Linked DNA regions of Sus scrofa: region 1 is linked to region 2. Evidence: chromatin contacts called from public HiChIP or PLAC-seq data. All regions are on one chromosome and are shown on one strand. Each heading gives the region's core, a stretch centred on a gene start, on an enhancer-like site or on the middle of the called end of the contact. The rest is flanking DNA. Distances are from core to core; before and after follow the strand shown. Region 1 has its middle 16 kb from the start of CXCR4. Region 2 overlaps THSD7B (thrombospondin type-1 domain-containing protein 7B).

What was found. HiChIP or PLAC-seq counts read pairs in DNA pulled down with a chosen protein or histone mark.
Region 1: an H3K27ac HiChIP or PLAC-seq map of alveolar macrophages shows a contact between it and region 2. The contact joins two enhancer-like sites. A contact is called at or near these places in 1 of 5 promoter capture datasets (liver), 4 of 47 Hi-C or Micro-C datasets (alveolar macrophages and blood) and 2 of 2 datasets of contacts at active chromatin or transcription factors (alveolar macrophages and skeletal muscle).

What each region holds. Positions count from the first base shown.
Region 1 is chr15:15,646,050-15,650,092 of Sscrofa11.1, reverse strand. No RefSeq gene overlaps it. Among named protein-coding and RNA genes, the nearest start is that of CXCR4, 16 kb to the left of the region's middle. Within about 2 kb of position 2,787, at least 8 of the 83 cell types and tissues checked have an H3K27ac peak or open chromatin away from gene starts, as enhancers often do. A contact at or near this core is called in alveolar macrophages, where this site is marked.
Region 2 is chr15:15,455,823-15,460,301 of Sscrofa11.1, reverse strand. All of the region lies in intron 7 of THSD7B (thrombospondin type-1 domain-containing protein 7B), which reads left to right. Among named protein-coding and RNA genes, the nearest start is that of THSD7B, 150 kb to the left of the region's middle. Within about 2 kb of position 1,296, at least 6 of the 83 cell types and tissues checked have an H3K27ac peak or open chromatin away from gene starts, as enhancers often do. A contact at or near this core is called in alveolar macrophages, where this site is marked.

The DNA.
Region 1 (4,043 bases), core at 1,538-4,037, 190 kb before region 2:
ATTGTCTGTAGCTTTTGTGGTCACAGATGAATTATACAGAAAACAAGGAGCCTGCCCTCCTTAGACCTACAGAATCAGAATCACCAGGTTTGAGACCTTGCAGTTCAGGAGTCATTGCAAACCACTGTGCCCCAGGAAAGCTTTGCAGAAGAGATGGAATCCAGCTGAGTCTTGAAGGAAACCTTCAGTGCCACTATGTCATTCACCTCCTGGCTGGATATGTTCTTGGAAAGTCCTACCCAGGATGCCTGAAATTCAAACAATTTTAGGGCCCCTTAACTGCAAGCATAATCTTTAGCAGAACAATGAAAGTAATTTGCTCTAAATTTGTGTCTTTATTTGTAAGTTGTGCCACAGTCATTTTAAAGGAAAACAGGCACTCTTGCTTCCAGACCTTTACTCCTATAATATTATGAGCTGTTTTGTTGAGCGTTCTGGTCTACCTTTGAGTGTCTAGCTTTGGTTCCTGAATGAGGCTCAAGGTTGGCCCTAGATGTGATTTGCTATAGGCAGAGTTTATTTTCAGATCCATTTTCTCTTTCCTTCTTGACCTAAAATTGTCCTTCGGGTTTGCATTTGTGGCTACTTTCAAATATGGCTGTTCCACAACTGGATTATGTGGAGGCTCTTTGCTGTTGAGGAGCAAGTGAGTGCAGGGTATATGGGCCATTGGGCTTTGACTCTGACAGGGCAGCACATACTGATTCCCAATCTTTGGGCAATGGACTTCCAGGGATGTTACTCTAAAGGGTCCAAATATTCCCAAGTCCCAAATTTTACTTCCGACCAAATAAATAATATGCTGCAACCTTTCAAATGCATGTGGATGGTGTTGTCTTGAATAAAATGCCAAATTTATTTGAAAATGTCTTGAATTCATAGTTCTGTTTGGTTTGGGGTTTTGTGTGTATGGTTTAAGCATGTTCTTCACCATCAGACACTAATGATATGATCAGCTTTTGTCTGGTGGTTCGTGAAACTTTGTGGTTATTAAAAGTGATCTTCTCGTTTGGCAGAGAAAAAGCAGTCTGGAGGGAGCAGAGTTTTGTCTGTGTCTGAAGACTACCCCTGCTTGGGCTGCCAGGGAAAGAGTTTGGGAGATAACCAGAATGGAATGGGATGGAAGGAATATTTCTCTGTATACCAGTGCCACTTGGCTTACAGCAGGGAGCCGATCAAGAACCAACAAAGTAAGAAGGCTATTATTTGGGAGGCAGCTTCTAGTTCCATCCTAGGCAAGAATCCCTAATGGAACCTTATGGAAGGGTGAACATCTGCTTCTGCCCAGGCCCCTACACAATAGGTCCTACTACCAGGTACTAGTTTGACTACCAGGCTAGCTAATTAGTGCTACTACTAATTTGATGACTAGGTAAGTTAATTAGTACTACTAGTACATAAAATTCAGATCCCTGGGCCTCAACCTTGGTGTTTCTGATTTGGTAGGACTGAGGCAGGGCCTTTGGTATTTGCACTTTTAACAAATGCTCTAGGTGACTCTGATGTCAGCCAGAGTTGAGACAGAAAACTGCTATGAAAAAATTACAAATACCTGGTTATAAGGCTTTTTGTTTGTGAAGTGTTCACTAATGCATGAACAGTGTCATGGTGAGGTTCCTGCGGCTTTTATATTTTTGCCCCTTTTCTTACTTCTCACACCCACCCTGGTAGATAGATCCCTATTTTAAAAAACGGATGAATTAGGGCCCAGGGAAGTGAAACCACTGTGCCGGCTGGGGACTGACAGTTGGAGCCCCAGTGTACAAATGAAACCGGGGAACACTGGGTGTGACGAGCTCTTGAGGAGGGGTAAACAGTTATGACCTTGAACTCACAGTTGAGCTTGGCAAACACAAAGCAGGCACAGAGCCCAACGGTAGGAGCCTGATGCTGTTGAAATCAGGAGAGGGGGCATGTTCTTCAGGAAGGTTCTGACACACCCAAATCCTTCATCCATCCAGTCTACCTTAGGCAAAGGGGTGTTATCAGTTGGGTTAAGAGCTTGGGCTCTGGAGCTAATGATGTAGATTCACCAACTGAGGGCTCTGGGCAAATCGATGTTTTAGGGCCTCAGTTTCCTCATCCAAATGATGATAATGTGAAGTAGTGCCCCTCTTGCCACCAGTCCAGCCATCACCATTGATCTTGGTGGCACACCTGTGCTGGTGCTGGGCTGAGGATACCACTCTCTAGAAGCCAAGCAAAGCCCATGTTGAGGATGCAGGGGAAGGAGAAGCACAGGGCATCAGAAGCTCACATCATTCTTTATGCGAAGGAGTTAGGACCAGAGAAACCAGAGGTTTGCGTGCTGTCTCTTGCACTCCATAGCAGGGGGTGATTCCCAGAGGCTGGTGGCGAACAGGAAGATGGGCATTTCTTGTAGCTGCTCCAGCGTGTGAGTGACAAAGTGCTTGCTTCTAATGCAGTAGGTCTCTGCCCCCCACCTCTCCTGCCTGGTCCCAGAGAGTGAACCTCTCATTAGGAGAGATTCTTCTTGTGGTCACATGGATCCGAAAAATCACTGGACTTGGGCTGTTTGAGATGCCACTTGGAAGTTCAAATCTGCTCCCAGATGTACCCCAAGAGAGGGATGGCTCCCCTAGTGAGGCCAGTCACGTGATGTACCCTCATCTGCATGGGGCTTGGCTGCCTTGCGTGCAGTGACGTCTCAGCCCACAAGACTGTTAAGGTCTCCAAACCTATAACCTCCAGGTGACCTTCCCCTGGGGAGTAGCAGAACTATCCTGAGTCTGCTCAGAGGCTCTTCCTTAGTGATGAGTCATACTTTTCTGCCTAGTCTGCTCTAGCTTGGAGTAGATGCCACAAGCAACAGTCAGGGACTGCCTAGCAGCTAGATGTCCATAGGAATACACCTCTTCTCTCTTCCAGTCTCTTGTTTTCCTGGCATTTCCTGCAAGTTAACATCTTGCTAGAATGGTGTGAGTTGACAATGAATGTTGGCTGTGTTTTACACAGCATGGGGGAAGGGCATATTTTATATTCCACTCCCATTGTTTTTTTAGGACTCTTTGTTCCTCCTTCACACACTCTTCCCAGACAAATTATTTTGCTCCTTGATTTCGATAACCCTGTGGATGAGCCATAAGAGAGCAGAAACTGAGCCCTCTCTGCTGTCGATAATTATAGTTCTTCTTCTCGGAACTCCTTTCTTTTTGTAAATGCCTACCAGGTGCCCCCAAGTGAAAGATGATACTCAGTTTGTTTGGTAAATTCATTCAGGTAAAAGGAGTCAGACCCATCAGTTCCCCACAGAGAAGTGGTTTCCTTGGTCCCTGTCACCACATTAAATCCTCACCTCTGGCTCACTGGCTAAAATGAGTCAGTGGTCCTTTCAGAATTCACTTTAACACACTGTTTCAAAGAAATCTGTGATCGAGATTGCGATTCATTTTTTTCTTCACTGCAGCTGACTATTTTGCATTTTCCTAAGGTGAAACTCAGCCTGTCTTTTCAGGTGTCGAGAAGGAGTCAACATGTCAACATTGAGAAGGGGGAAAAAATCCAGCTACCAAAGGGAAACCTGAAAGCTCTTTGCAAGTGTAGGAAGATGCTTCTCAAAATCAGATTCTAAAACTGAATTGAGTGGTTTGCTGTTTGCAGCTTTCTCCTGGTTTGAGTTTTATCTAATTCTCTTTTTTTAAAGGGCATCCCATCGTCCTTCATCATACCCTGCCATCATCCACTTAGCCTCCCTGATGTCCAAGTCCGGCTTCATCTGACATACCAACAGCACTTTCCTGATCCTATTCATCAAAGATGACTACTTCATTCATAGGGAGGCTCCTCACTGACTTCTCACCAGCACTGCTTGTGGTGACATTTCTATGGGGGAGGTATTATCCCCTTATTTCTGGACCCCCTTCTGCTTTGATTCAAATTCTTTTGGAGCCCATCTCCAATCCCACTTGATGACTAAAAGGTTCTCAGTTGACACGGAGCTTCTTTCTTCCCCAAATGTTTACTAAGCACTGGCTCTGATTCAGGCACTAAATGTGGGGATACCCAAGGCTGACCGGGAACCT
Region 2 (4,479 bases), core at 47-2,546:
CTATCTTGGTCCATTCGGGCTGCTGTAACAAAATGCCATAGACTAAGTGGCTTATAAACAACAGAAACGTTATTTCTCCCAGTTCTGGAGGCTGGACCTGGACCAAGACCAAGGCCCTGGCAGATCCAGTGTCTGCTTCAGGCCCACCTCCTAGTTCATAGGTGGGTCTCTTCTCTCTGTGTCCTCATGTGGCAGAAAGGACAAGGAAGCTCTCTGGGGTCTCTTTTATAAGGGCACTGATCTTGTTCATCAGGCCTCTGCCCTCATGATGCAATTACCCACAAAGACCCCAACTCCTCACGCCATCACAGTGGGGGTTAGTTTTTAACATATGCATTCGAGGGGACATAAACATTCAGTCTGGCACTAACACTAGCTCTCTTACAGGTCTTTGAATAATTGAGAGTTAACAGTTTAAGGACTTGTGATCCAAGCCAAAGACCCCTGTTTTTTTGATCAGGAAAGAACCAGGTAGAAGCTGTAAGTCATCATCTTTCTCTACAAATGTGGGCGTGGTTGAGACATGCCAGGCTCTGGTTTTTCTCTGGTTCTGAGTCACCACCACAAGGATGCACTTGACCACAGATGAACCCTTTCTGGGGTGCAGATGACTGTTGATAATGAATGATAGCCATGTGGCAGGCGCTCTTTGGCATCTATCATTTCAATTACTGCCATCACTGAGGGGTAGGTATTATTGTCCCAGGTTCAAATGAGAAAATAGGGTTTGAGTCAAATTGCATAGCTTGCCCCAGGTCACATAATAAGTGGCAGTTCTGGGTTAGAGCCTGGGCTTATCTGATTTTAATCCCTTTATGGCCAGCCCTCAGGAAAACATCTCTCTTAAAAATCTTCCCAAATATTGCTGTTAGCCTTTAGGGAGGAGGCTGTTCATTAGAATTACTTGGTGTGCTTTTTATTTTTAATTATTATTTTTTTTGTCTTTCTCTCCTTTTTGGGGCTGTACCCAGGCATATGGAGGTTCCCAGGCTAGGGGTCCAATCGGAGCTGTAGCTGTCAGCCTACACCAGGGCCACAGCAACGCAGGATCTGAGCCATGTCTGCCACCTACACTATAGCTCATGGCAATGCCAGGTCCTTAACCCACTGAGCAAGGCCAGGGATTGAACCTGCATCCTCATGAATGCCAGTCAGGTTTGTTAACTGCTGAGCCACAACGGGAACTCCTGGTATGCTTTTAAATAGTACCAGTGGTCTGCTTCAATCTTTGACAGGGCTTGGTCATCTGTATTTCTTTTATGGCCACGCCCATGGCACGTGGAGGTTCCCAGGCCAGGGATCAAATCTGAGTTGAAGCTGTGACTCACACAACAGCTGTAGCAATGCCGGATCCTTGACCTACTGCACTAGGTTGGGGATCAAACCCATGCTGCCACAGAAACAATGCCAGATCCTAAACCCACTGCACCATAGAGGGAACTCTGGTCATCTCTATTTTATTTTTATTTTTTGATTCTCTGGATATTATAATGCATGTACTTTTAGGGTTAAGAACCACTGCCTTGGGCATATTGTGTATGTTCCTATTAACAAATTTTGCATCACCCTGTGCCCTTAACCTGTGCCCAGAGGTACCCCCTCTTATTCTGTGGCTAAAGAGGAAGAGCTGAGCAGGTGGGCTTTCTCTAGTTCCCTTGGGGTTGCATGGCCCCTCCTTGCTGTTGGCAGACTCCTTGTTGAAGGCCCCACTTTGGTGGGAGCTTCTTGGGGTGCATTTTTGTCCTGTCCTAACTTGGCAGCTGCAGGTGGACGCTTTTTGCCTCTGTGTTCAGGCAAGTGAGCAGGGAAGCAGAGTAAATGGCCCACGGAACATAGGAGCAATACCATGCGCTTCAGAGGAATAAAAGTACTTCATTTCGATCCCTCGCTCCACTTTCCCTCATTGATTTTATGGTGAAATAAGTTCTCAGGGCTACCAGCATAAAGTGTTTTGCCAAGACAGTGATTTACGTTTCTCCCCTGACTTCTTGTTGGTTTAGTAAATCCACAGAATACTTTAGAGTGGAAAGAACTTGAACGCTTGCCCAGAACAGTGGACCCGTGCTCTTTCCAGAAAGAGCAGGCAGTTGCCGTGGTGTATAGCTGGGTTTCAGCCCCGTTTCTGTCAGAAGTTTACTCGAGCTACAGGAAGGTGATTAACATTCTGTGCTTTCACCACAAAAGTCCTGAGCCTGGGAGGATGCATCTGGAGATTCCTTAACTTTCTGGGCCAGATGGTATATATATATTTTTTGTCCTTTTGCCATTTCTTGGGCCACTCCTGCGACATATGGAGGTTTCCAGGCTAGGGGTTGAATCAGAGCTGTAGCTGCTGGCCTACGCCACAGCCACAGCAACACAGGATCCAAGCCACGTCTGCGACCTATACCACAGCTTGCGGCAACGCCGGATCCTTAACCCACTGAGCAAGGCCGGGGATAAAACCTGCAACCTCGTGGTTCCTAGTTGGATTCATTAACCACTGAGCCACGATGGGAACTCCTAAAAGTTCTTGTTCATGAAGCACTTCAAAAACACTGAAGATTAGAGGAAATAATACGATAGACCATTACAAAGTGTAAACAGTGGTTGTTACTTATGCATCTATCACAAAGTGTAAACAGTGGTTATTATTTTGCCACCTTGGCCTTAGAGTTCTTACGAAAGAGAAGGATGAGTTAATACCAACAGTACTGCCTCAGTGTGCCTTTCTCCTTTCTCCCTCCTTCCCCAGAAGTAACCATTCACCTGAACTTGACTTATGTTATTCTCATGAATGTCTTTATATTGTAAATACAATGTTTGGATCCATATATGATGATACCATGATTGTTTTGCGTTTTTATTTTTTTTTTTAATTTTTATTTATTTATTTATTTATGTCTTTTGTCTTTTGTTGTTGTTGTTGTTGCTATTTCTTGGGCCGCTCCCGCGGCATATGGAGGTTCCCAGGCTAGGGGTCTAATCGGAGCTGTAGCCACCGGCCTACGCCAGAGCCACAGCAATGCGGGATCCGAGCCGCGTCTGCAACCTACACCACAGCTCACGGCAACGCCGGATCCTTAACCCACTGAGCAAGGGCAGGGACCGAACCCGCAACCTCATGGTTCCTAGTCGGATTCGTTAACCACTGCGCCACCACGGGAACTCCCTGTTTTGCGTTTTTAAATGGACTATATAGTCTCCTTTTTTCCCCTTTCTTTTTATGGTCACACCTGTGGCATATGGAAATTACTGGGCTAGGGGTCTAATTGGAGCTGCAGCTGAAGCCTATGCCACAGCCATGGCAACACTGGATCCATAACCCACTGAGCAAGGCCAGGGATCAAACCCACATCCTCACAGAGACAACGTCAGGTCCTTAACTCACTGTGCCACGAAGGAAACTCTGAGTATATTTCTTTTTCCTTTTTTTTTTTTTTTTTTTTCTTTTTGTGACTTGCGGAATCCTTTCCTATCCCACATTCACGAAAGATATTTTCCTACTCTGTTTTACAGGTTTTGCTCTTTTGCTTTTTCACGTCTACCTCTAATCAATTTAGGATTAGTTCTTTGACAAAGTAGGAAGAAGGAACTTAAATGTATTTTTTTCATCACTCCTTCAGTAGCTCATCCTTTCCCTATAGAAAATGTCATCTGTGTCCTAGGTCTGGCTTTTGTTTATGTAGATCCCTTTTGTGCTTTGTATTCAGTTCTTTGGTCAGATGTCTATTTCTATGTCAGCATTACACTGTTTTAATTGCTATAACCTCATAAGTTATTAATCATTTTTATTGAGGTATATAAAATTTGCCTTATTAAATAGAAAATTTAGTATATTCACAAAGTTATGCAGCTACTGTCACCAGCTAATTCCAGAACACTTTTATCACCCCCAAAAGAAACCCTATACACGTTAGTAATCACTCCCTACTTCCCTTTACCCCCTAGCTCCTGGCCACCAAGAGTTTACTTCCTATCTCTGTAGATTTGCTCTTTCTGGACATTTCATATAAATGGAATCATGTAGTATGTATTCTTTTGTGTTTGGCTTCTTTCATTTAGTATTTTTAAAGTTTCAATCCATGTTGTTGCACGTATCAGTTCTTCATCCTTTTTATGGCTAGATAAAATTCTATTGTGTGGATATATCACATTTTTTTAAATCCATTCCTTAGTTGGTTGACATTGAGGTTGTCTCCATTCTTTTTTTTGACTGTTATGAATAATGCCTCTTTGAACATTCAAGTGCAATTTTTTTGTGTGGACGTGTTTTCTTTTCTCTTGCGTATGTGCCTGGGAGTGGCTTCTCTGGCTCAACTGACAATTCTCTGTTTAGCATTTTTAAGAACCCCCAAAGTGGCTGCACTGTTTTATGTTCTCACATATATGTGTATATATATATATATATATATATATATATACTAAGATATGAAGGTTCCAGTTTCTCTATATCCTCACCAGCGCTTGTCTTTGTTTTTGATTATAGTCACCCTAATG